Linked DNA regions of Mus musculus: region 1 is linked to region 2. Evidence: chromatin contacts called from public promoter capture Hi-C data. All regions are on one chromosome and are shown on one strand. Each heading gives the region's core, a stretch centred on a gene start, on an enhancer-like site or on the middle of the called end of the contact. The rest is flanking DNA. Distances are from core to core; before and after follow the strand shown. Region 1 holds the start of Atrn (attractin). Region 2 holds the start of Fahd2a (fumarylacetoacetate hydrolase domain containing 2A).

Region 1 (4,527 bases), core at 1,472-3,971, 3.5 Mb after region 2:
CATAGCTACCTTCTAGTATGGCAATTTCAGAAAAGTGGAATTCTTTGATGGCCCCTGGCTTTCCCCAGAGCAAGTGTTCCGAGACAGCTGGAAAGAATCGTCAAGATTTTGTGTGACCCAGGAATCTCAGACTGGAAAATCCCAGAAAGGCTTCCTCTCTTCATGGCAGGAGACAGTGTTAGCCTCTTTTGTGCTTCTGTGAGCAAAATGCCCTGGCAAAAGCAACTTAAGGGAAGAAGTATCTATTTTGGCTCTTGTTAACAGAAGGATTTCAGTCTCTCACACAGGGAAGGCGTGGCAGAGTTCCCAGCTGTCTGTGGCAGAGAGACGCATGGAGTGGAGGATGGCTTACATGGTAGCAATACAGAATAAGGGAAAGCAAGGAGAACCAGAGGCAGGAGCACGCTCCAAGGCAGCGCAGCCCACAGGCTTCCAAACAGTGCCAGAAGCAGGGAGCTAAGGGTAAAACAGGAGCGGGGGCCGTGGGGAGAGGGGGAGAGGCGGGCACGGGGATAGGTGAGATTCAATAGGAGACGTTGTAACTGTGTAGTCTACCACATGACCATGGTAGGTCCATGTCTCCTGCTTCCTTCTTTCATCATATACAGCCGTATGTAGAACACAGTAGAGGAGAAAGAGAAAAGACAAAGAAATGAACAAATGTGAAGACTGGAATCTGGTTTGGAGCCCTGGGATAGCTGGGGTGAGGCTGCTGTGTATGCAGTTCAGCTCTACCAGGCCTTCAGGGGATGCAGAGTGAGCAAGGTCAGGGCCTGCGCTGGACACTGGTGTCTGACTATGGGTGCACTCCAATTCTCTACTCCCAGGTTAATCAGAGAGGTTTCATACATGTATGTGAGGTTTTCTTTGTTTTCCAGGACCAGGTGCCCAAACTCTCAAGTACCTGCATAAGTATACTCTGCACAGCCCAAGATTATGAGGCAAAGTTCTGATTAGCCTCTCTAAAGCAGGCTGAAACATTGCTTGAAAGAGCAATGGGCCTCTCACTGGATGAGACACAGGAAAGATTTGTTCCTATTTAGATAATGTAGACTTGATGAGAAATCTTGCTTGTCAACTTGACTGTATCTGGGATCAACAACAACACAAGCACATAGGCATTCTTGGGAAGAACTGGTTTTTCTTTTTAAGACTAGGATTCTCTATGTAGCCCTGGCTGTTCTGGAATTCACTCTGTAGACCAGGCTGGCCTCACAGAGATCCACCTGCCTCTGCCTCTCAAGTGCTGGGATTAAAGGTGTGGGCCACCATTTCTTGGGCATGAAGAATTGTCTTAATCAGATTACCTGAAGCAGGAAGACTCATTCTAAATCTGTGTAGCACTTTCTCATGGCAGATAAGAGGACAGAGAAGAAGAAACTTTGCTTTCTGTCTGCTTGTTCTTATTCTTGGAGGGAAGGTCATCTATCAAGTTTCTGCAGCGTTACCTCACTGATATTAGAACTGACTTCTTTGGATCAGCAGTGAGATCTCCAGGAATCTTTTAGGACTCCAGCACCGAATTGGGACTGTGGAGTCCAGTCTTGTGGATCAAGCACCTTTCTAGGGTGGGACAGCCATTGTTGAACTACTTGGACTGCATCCTGTAAGCCAACTAAATAGATCTCTATCTATCTATCTATCTATCTATCTATTCTTTTAGTGGAACAACTCAGATGGCTAAAACAACCCATATGGCTTCTTCACTCAGTGACTGTTCTTCCAGCTATAAGCTTACCAGATTCATTTGCCTGGGACCTTTTCTCTCCATATGACCTCTGTATGAATCTTTCCAAGGTGGAAGAGCAGGAGAATCCCAGGACAACAAATAAACAAATACCTCCCAAACCAGACCAAGCAACAAAAGAAACAAAAAATAAGATCAGAGCTGGAACTGACACGTTATCTCTTTACCATATCCTTCTATCGGTTTAATATAGTCAAGGTCCAGCGTACATTCCAGGGTAGTGGCCCATACAAGGTTATGCTATTGGGAAGTATGTATCATTGGGAGTAGGAGAGGCACTGGCGTTAGCAAGAAGGGTGTGCAAGCTGAGAGCGCTCCCGGTAATTCTGGGCTGTTCTTTCTTCAGAGAATATGGATAGGTCGTGGGGTACAAGATAATGCTAAACTTCTCCTGCAGAATTTAAGGTACACATAGACATGGTCTGCCACTGGTTCAATCCGCTCGCTATCAAGGAAAGCCTGGCTGTGTGTGCATTCAGTCAGTTACACATCTATTCATATGCAGGTGCTTAATTAACACACGTGCCATTTTGTTATCCCTAGTTTAGAAACGCGAATGCAGTAAGTACTACTTCTTCAGGTCTCAGCTAGCAACACACGACATCATTAGCCTTTTGGGTCCGGTTTCTCACCAAAATGGAGTTGGGGTTATAAGCTGAGCTTTGGAGGCGTCCAAAGGGTAACACTTACCACAGTCAGCTTGTCTAGCAGAGCCAGGCAGCCACTGTAAGGAGGTACTGGCTAACTCGTCGTAGCGCGGTGCGGAAAGCAAAGAGCCTCCGTAGACTAGGCGATGTTCATCCGCGCTAAGACCCTGGCATTGAGCAGGTCTACATGCTGGGCACGCCGGAAGACCACGGCCCTGGTCCCGCCCCCGCGCATGCCAGCCCCGCCCCTGCCCGACGCACAGCGGGAGCCCCGCCTTGGATATGGACCCGCCGGGCCACCGTCGCCCGGCCCCGCCTAGCACGGCCAGGCGAAGGGGAGCCGGCGTGCGGGGTGTGTATGTGTTCGCTGGGCGCCGGCTCAGCCCCAGGAAGATGGTGGCGGTGGCGGCGGCGGCGGCGACTGAGGCGCGGCTGAGGGGGAGCACGACGGCGACAGCAGCGCCTGCGGGCAGGAAGGGCAGGCAGCACCGACCCTGCACCGCGACAGGGGCCTGGAGGCCGGGACCGCGCGCCCGGCTGTGTCTACCGCGGGTGCTGTCGCGGGCGCTGCCCCCGCCGCCGCTGCTGCCGCTGCTCTTTTCGCTGCTGCTGCTGCCGCTGCCCCGGGAGGCCGAGGCCGCTGCGGTGGCGGCGGCGGTGTCGGGCTCGGCCGCAGCCGAGGCCAAGGAATGTGACCGGCCGTGTGTCAACGGCGGCCGCTGCAACCCTGGCACCGGCCAGTGCGTCTGCCCCACGGGCTGGGTGGGCGAGCAATGCCAGCACTGCGGGGGCCGCTTCAGGTGAGTGCGGGTGGGGAGTGCAGGCCCAGCCTGATGTTCCAGGCCCAAGGCAGGTGCAGGGCTTGAAATCGCGAGGGTAGAATTTGCCCCACTGTGTTTGATGATGGCTTGCCTCCTGGAGGGATGTTCATTTGGTGGCCTTCGGGTCTGCCTGTGGTGGAAGATTGAGAAGGAACGGGAACACTCGGGAGGCATTTGTTGCTGTGGGTTAGATGTGGGTCCTGAAGAGTATAAAAGCCCACCTCGAAAACGGGCTTATTTAGGATAAATGAGGTATCAAGGAAACGGTGAGTGAGTGAGTTCTTCAGCACTTGCCTTTGACCAGCCCAAGAGATTGGAGATATGTGTGTCTGGAAGAAGTACAGCCGAGGAAGTGACATGTTGGGTGAAAATAGAAGGTAAGGCTGGGTTGTAAGATTTCAGGGATAAAAGTACCATTGGTTGTTGTTCCAAGGAAAGTGAAGAAACTAGTTTTTGGATCCTCACTGTTGGCCTATTGGAACGGGGTTGTCTAGAGAGGAGAATCCTATTAGCCCTAGATTCTCCACAACATGCAGTTGGCTTGGTTTGGGGCAGAACCTCTTGGAGAGATCACTTTTTAATTAGCTTTTATCTATTATTTGCTTCTGTTGTGAGAGAATTTTTGGATAATGCACACAGGTAGATCCATCATCCAGAGTTTGATGTGGTCCACAAGAAGTTAGGAACACAGCAAGGGGAAGTTATAAGACCTACAGTGTCATCCATATCTCAGGCAGATATTTGTTGACTGGGTTCCCCATTTGACGTGGGAAAGTGAGGGAATGTGAACGTGGCGTAGGATTGATTCTTGCTCCAATTGATCTTATGTTCTAGTGAGGGCTGACAGGCAGTCAACACGTAACTAGGCAAAAGGAATGAGCAGGATAATTTCAGATAGTGGTAAATGCTAAAAGCAAAATACAAACAGGTGGTCGGTCTTCCAGGATTCCGATAAGTGGTGACATTAGAAGCCACCCATTTGAGTGTCATTTGATCTGAGTGAGGCCTGAACCTGGCATAAGAGAACCTGTGGAAATGAAGGGGCAGAGAGTGTGTGACTGGCTAGCAGTAAGCAGAGAAGTCTCGGAGGAGGAGGAGGAGGAGGTGACATTGAATTTGAGCATGTGAGGTTAAGTAGGATTTGCAAGCGTGAAGTTGGGGAGAAGAATTCCAAATGGAAAAAAAAAGCTGCAGACATAGTGGTAGAGTCCAGAAGGTGGAGTTTTGCCAGTGCCCCTGTAGTAGAAGAGAGTTGTAAGGGAGAAGCTTGGAATGTTAAAGTAATAGATCTCTGTTAGATCTTCTAGGGGAC
Region 2 (4,938 bases), core at 2,374-4,873:
ATGGTTTTGTATATGAATGATAGAGTATATTATGCATTTTAACTTTCTCTAGAACACAAAGTCCTTCCCCTCCCCACCCCACTTTGTTTTCTCTATATAGCCTGGAACTCATTGTAGACCAGGCTGGCCTTGGACTCAAGAGAGCCACATGCCTTTGCCTCCTGAGTATGGGGATTAACAGCATCCTCCTCCTTATGGCTGCTATTCTACACTGTCAACACATACTGGCTTCCTAATAACAGGAAAGGAAGTGGTTTCTAACTTTTAAGAAAATGACCATTTGGGGTCACAGTGCTCTGGGTCACTGTGCTGTCAAACATTTCTATTTCTGCCACTCTGCTGAGTGAAAACGCCTTCTTAAATGGCTTCTAAACTACTGCTTGACCCTTTAGACGGATTATTCCATGACTGGCTGCAGGGTCACTCCCAGTTAATGTAGCACAAACTTGAGGAATCTCTTTAATAGTCTAAACCACACCTACATCTTCCCAAGAGGGTTCTTTAGGGCCTTGTGCCAGGCTCCTCCAGTGGGAGGGACTTAGCCTCTTGACAGCCAATATAATGAGGTAAGGTCCTGACTACACAATCAAATAAATTAATCACCTCCTCTGAACCTCAGTTTCCCTCTCTTTAAATTGAAAGTGTTGTTTTATAAGGTCGTATACACCTCTAATTCAGTCCCAGCATTCAAGGGGTTAAGGCAGAAAGCTCTCCAGTTCAAAGCCCGCCTGGGCTACAGAGCAAGACCCTGTCTCAAAAATGCAAAGATTTATATTTCTATTAGCTCTTTACTAAAAGGACAAATGAAAGACAGACAGTGGGATCCCCTGCTCCTTTGCAGGGGAGCTAGCTACCTTCTGGTTCTGATTCTCGGGGCAGGAGAAGGGGATGGGAGGAGGGAGGAACTAGGGCAAGACTGCCTGCTTACTTACCTTCTTGCCACTGAAAGGGTGGTCTCTCCTTGCTCCAGGAACTGCACCATTGTCTTAGGGAGTGTTGAGTCAAAAGCATTTAAGTCTACAACTCCCCCACCAACCCCTGACTCCAGACCCAGGTGAGGCTCTTCCAGGTGAGGTGCCTGGAACTGTACCAGTCTCATGTTTCTGGAGGGTTGACAGGGCCTCTTCTGAACCTGCAGCAGAGCTGAGAACAGCCTCCTCCTCCCAAAGCCCAGCATCAAAGCCTAAAAGGAGAGAAGCAGCCACAGGAGACAGAGGACTATAGAACTGTCATGAAGATCCCTTCATGAAGGAAAGAAGCAGCCACAGGAGACAGAAGACTATAAACCGTCATGAAGATCCCTTCGCTCCTTTGCCCCAGCAAGCAGTCCCAGCATGCCACTTGGGAAGTGCTCGCACAGGTCATTTCACCCTGTCATACTTCAAAAAGCCAGAGTACAGATGACTAGGCCAGGCTTTAAGCTAGCTCCGGGGATCCCAGCCTTGCCTCAACCAGTGTTTCCTGAAAGTTCCCACCACTGCAGGCAAGTGGGAAACACAGCAGGCTAACTCGGACCTGCCGTCTTGCATGTGGGGTAACAGATATGAGCGACTGATGTACACAGGCCTCAGATGTTGAGATGATGTTATGAAGATGGCCAGGCCGCTACCTCTAGCTTTTAGAGGATGTCCCCCTTCACTGGGGAAGGCTAAGGTGTGCAGGACTAGGACTCAGCCCCAAGTTAGGCAAATGGCTATTGCTAGAAATGGCTTCCCAGCTACCTCATGCAACTTTTAAAAATACTTGGTCCTGTTGCCTTTTGAGTTAAACACTTTCTTCTGCTCACATGCTCAAGCTAGAACCCCAGCCAGCTTGGCTTAGGAGCTACCCTCCATCACCTCTAGTAGGTACCAGTTTCTGCTGCTGGTGAACAGGGAGACTCAGGGCACCAAGAGCCCAGATACTTGGCTTCACACATTGCTTAGCTATCTCCCTGGGTTCAGTAGCAATGTCTGTCTCTTTAACTACTGAGCCTACACTGTTGCTGCTGTGTATGGAACACAGGCTTGCACTGCCTCTGTCCACTGAACAGATGGAAGGTGCAAGGGACTTGACTTTTCACTTCTTGGAAAAGCCTAGTGATGATCAACTTTGGGACGTGGCCCATGTCTTCCTTCTTCAGATCCAGACCTCTTGGATACCATTGAAAAGGTTCAGGGCCTGCTATGAGTTCCAGGCTCCACCCAAAGTTAAGCTTCATTATCGTGCTGCCTTTGTTTTTAATGGTACAGGTGCCGGCCTGGAAGGCACATGCTAGCTTGAGCTATTCCCCAGATAATCTGCACTCTATATCCTCACTCATTCCCTTTCTTTGTCTTAATCTAGGTCTGGTCTTCATTCCCTGTCAGAGTCCTCTCCCTTCTGGATAGCTTTCTTTTAAAACCAGTGTGGGGCTAGGAAGACAGCATGGCTGGTAAAATGTTTCCACTGAAAGCCTGAAGATCAGTTAAATCCCCAGAACCCACATAAAAAAGTTTGTACACAGTGGTCTATGCTTGTAATCCCAGTGCCGGATAGGTGGAGACAGGTAGATTCCTGGGGCTTGCTAGCCAGCCAGTCTAGCCTAATTGTTGAGTTTCAGGCCAATGAAAAACTCTGTCTCAAAGACTAAAGTACGCGTACGCGCACACGCACACGCACACACACACACACACACACACACACACGTCTTTATACTAAAAATGAGAGAGACTGCTAGACGTAGCTCCGTCAGTTCAGGGCTCTTGGTCCTCACCTGGTTGAGCCAACCTACCCTGTTCAGGATCACCAGAGTGCCAGCTTGCAAGTCTGGCCAGAAAACCAAAGGCTTTCCATCTCCTGCTCTGTCGTTTTACACAAGTACCGCCATGCCACAGTCCAAAGGCTGGTCCAGCATATGTGACCAGTCACACCATACACTAAAACAGTACTGTCCCAGGGAAAGCCAAGTGTCTCACTTGTGAGGTCTACTATAATTCTCTTGACGGTGGCTTGGCAGGTGCTGCTGGTCCAGTTTTACAGATGAACAAGCCAAGGCTTGGATAGGGTAAGAGGGGTTTGGTTTGCCTAAGGTTCAAGGGTCTTACAGCTAAAAGAAAATTGGCATTTGAATCCATGTCTAGATGACATTGAAGTTCTTAATTCAAAAGCAAGATACTTCTCAAGCAAGATAATCTAGTTTCAATCCTGCCTACTCCTCTCAGGTCCTAACTGCTACCAGCCCATGGTCATGGCCGTGGAGGTAAGGCAGAACACCTGCTCTCTGATAACTCTAAGCCCCGCTGATGATGAATCTGTGACGGGCGCTCACAGGTTATTTCATTCTCTCGAATCACTATGACTCGCAGCACAAAGGTCCCTTAGCAAACAGCACAGCAATGGGCAGCTTGAGGCGCTGCGCCGTGCGTGTGACCCTGCTGATCTGGGAACCGAGGTCAGCCACTCGGCTCCCAACGTCCGGTTCAACTCCCTCTGAGTTGGCCTAGCCTCAGTTTACCTGGTCGTTGCAGCCGGACTTGTCCGGCTTCCTGCGCTGTCAGCGGACGCCTGCGGAGCCGCAGGACAAGAGGGGAGGGCGGAGAAGCCACAGCCAGTACCGCTGCAAGCACTTAACTCTTCTCCAAGGAATATAGGGACCGCCCCTTCGCAGTCGCGATATGGTGACGTCACGAAGCTGTCGCCACCAGGAGGACACCTGCTTCCTCCCGGAAGTCCGCCCTCCTGCTGTTAGGTACTTCTTTTAGCCACAGAACTTCCAGCAGGTGCCTAGTGTGTGCATTTGGGGAGACCGTGGCTGGCTCCAGGGTGACCCTGGGATACCCAGGCTCGGAGAGAGCGCATCCGACCTTTGAGCTTCTAATTCTGGCCAGGCGCTGCTTCTGGGCCAGGCACCTACTCATAGTTGTCCAGGAAGCACTCTGGTAGACAGTAACAAGTAGTTTTGTGCTCTAATGTTGACCCACCAAGGACAGGGATGTCTATATGTGTTGTATTCGTGGAGAAAACATAAAGGCTAGGAGTGATTTTGCCCATGATGGCTCCTGAGCCAGTAAGGGCTCGTCCAACCACTTATTTAGTTGTCTTGGCAGGTATGAAGCGATTCTGAAGGCAAAAGACACTTGTGTCCTTCCTTCAGCTACTGGGCTTTCCCCCATGAATCTTGTGTGCTGGGGGAAAGAAAAGACTGAAGCTTGTGTGTGCCAGCTAGAGGAGGAGTTTTGTCACCCAGTAAGCTATATCACAGATTTGGCAACTGGTCAGACTATCTTGTGGGATAGACTGGAACTGAGATAATGGTGGATCAATAACCGGCAAGACCACACCTTGACCAAGACTGCTTAGTTATGTACACCACTTGCTTTCTATTTGAGAATCTGAACCTCATGTCGGGACTCCAAAGATGGACTTTGGGGAGTCACTGAACCTTTTCCCCTTTCCTTTCTTGTCTTTTCTCTTTTCTTTCCAGTGTGACCACATTGGCAAAGTCGTAGCCAGCTTTTCACCATTTTTTCTTTAATGCACACAGTGAAGACAGATGGTGGCCTGTCTACTTTTTAGGCTTGTCAGGGCTCACCAACTTCACCTACTTGTAGCAGCACCCTGTTCTTCACGAACCTTATTTTAGGGGGAAAAGGGTGTGTGTGGGGTGATGGGCAAGTCCAGGCAGCAGGCATTCGGGTGGAAACATCCTCTACAACCACACCCCGAGTCCTCTGGCCTATGAAAATGTAAAGGGGACTCTGAGAAGGAGCCTCCTAAGTGAATCAAGGTCCAGACAGAGCATCCGAGGCTTCCATTGCCCCAGGAAGAAGCACAGGCTTTTATTAGATTCCTCTTATTTTTTCCCAGTGAGGCTTTTTTTTTTTTTTTTTTTTTTTTTTTTTTTTTTTTGGTTTTGGTTTTTTGAGACAGGGTTTCTCTGTGTAGCCCTGGCTGTCCTGGAACTCACTCTGTAGACCA

Evidence for each region. Promoter capture Hi-C pulls out the DNA fragments that hold promoters and counts their contacts.
Region 1: a contact with region 2 is called in a promoter capture Hi-C map of cranial neural crest. The contact joins the promoter of Atrn here to the promoter of Fahd2a in region 2. A contact is called at or near these places in 2 of 39 promoter capture datasets (cranial neural crest and pre-B cells).

Annotation. Positions count from the first base shown.
Region 1 is chr2:130,903,774-130,908,300 of GRCm38.p6, forward strand. It overlaps Atrn (attractin), which reads left to right and starts at 2,722. Exons shown (of 29, transcript NM_009730.3): 1 at 2,722-3,194. The coding sequence starts at 2,788. It overlaps A730017L22Rik (RIKEN cDNA A730017L22 gene), which reads right to left and starts at 2,623. Exons shown (of 3, transcript NR_015523.2): 1 at 2,438-2,623.
Region 2 is chr2:127,440,942-127,445,879 of GRCm38.p6, forward strand. It overlaps Fahd2a (fumarylacetoacetate hydrolase domain containing 2A), which reads right to left and starts at 3,624. Exons shown (of 8, transcript NM_029629.2): 1 at 3,476-3,624; 2 at 933-1,183. The coding sequence starts at 1,177.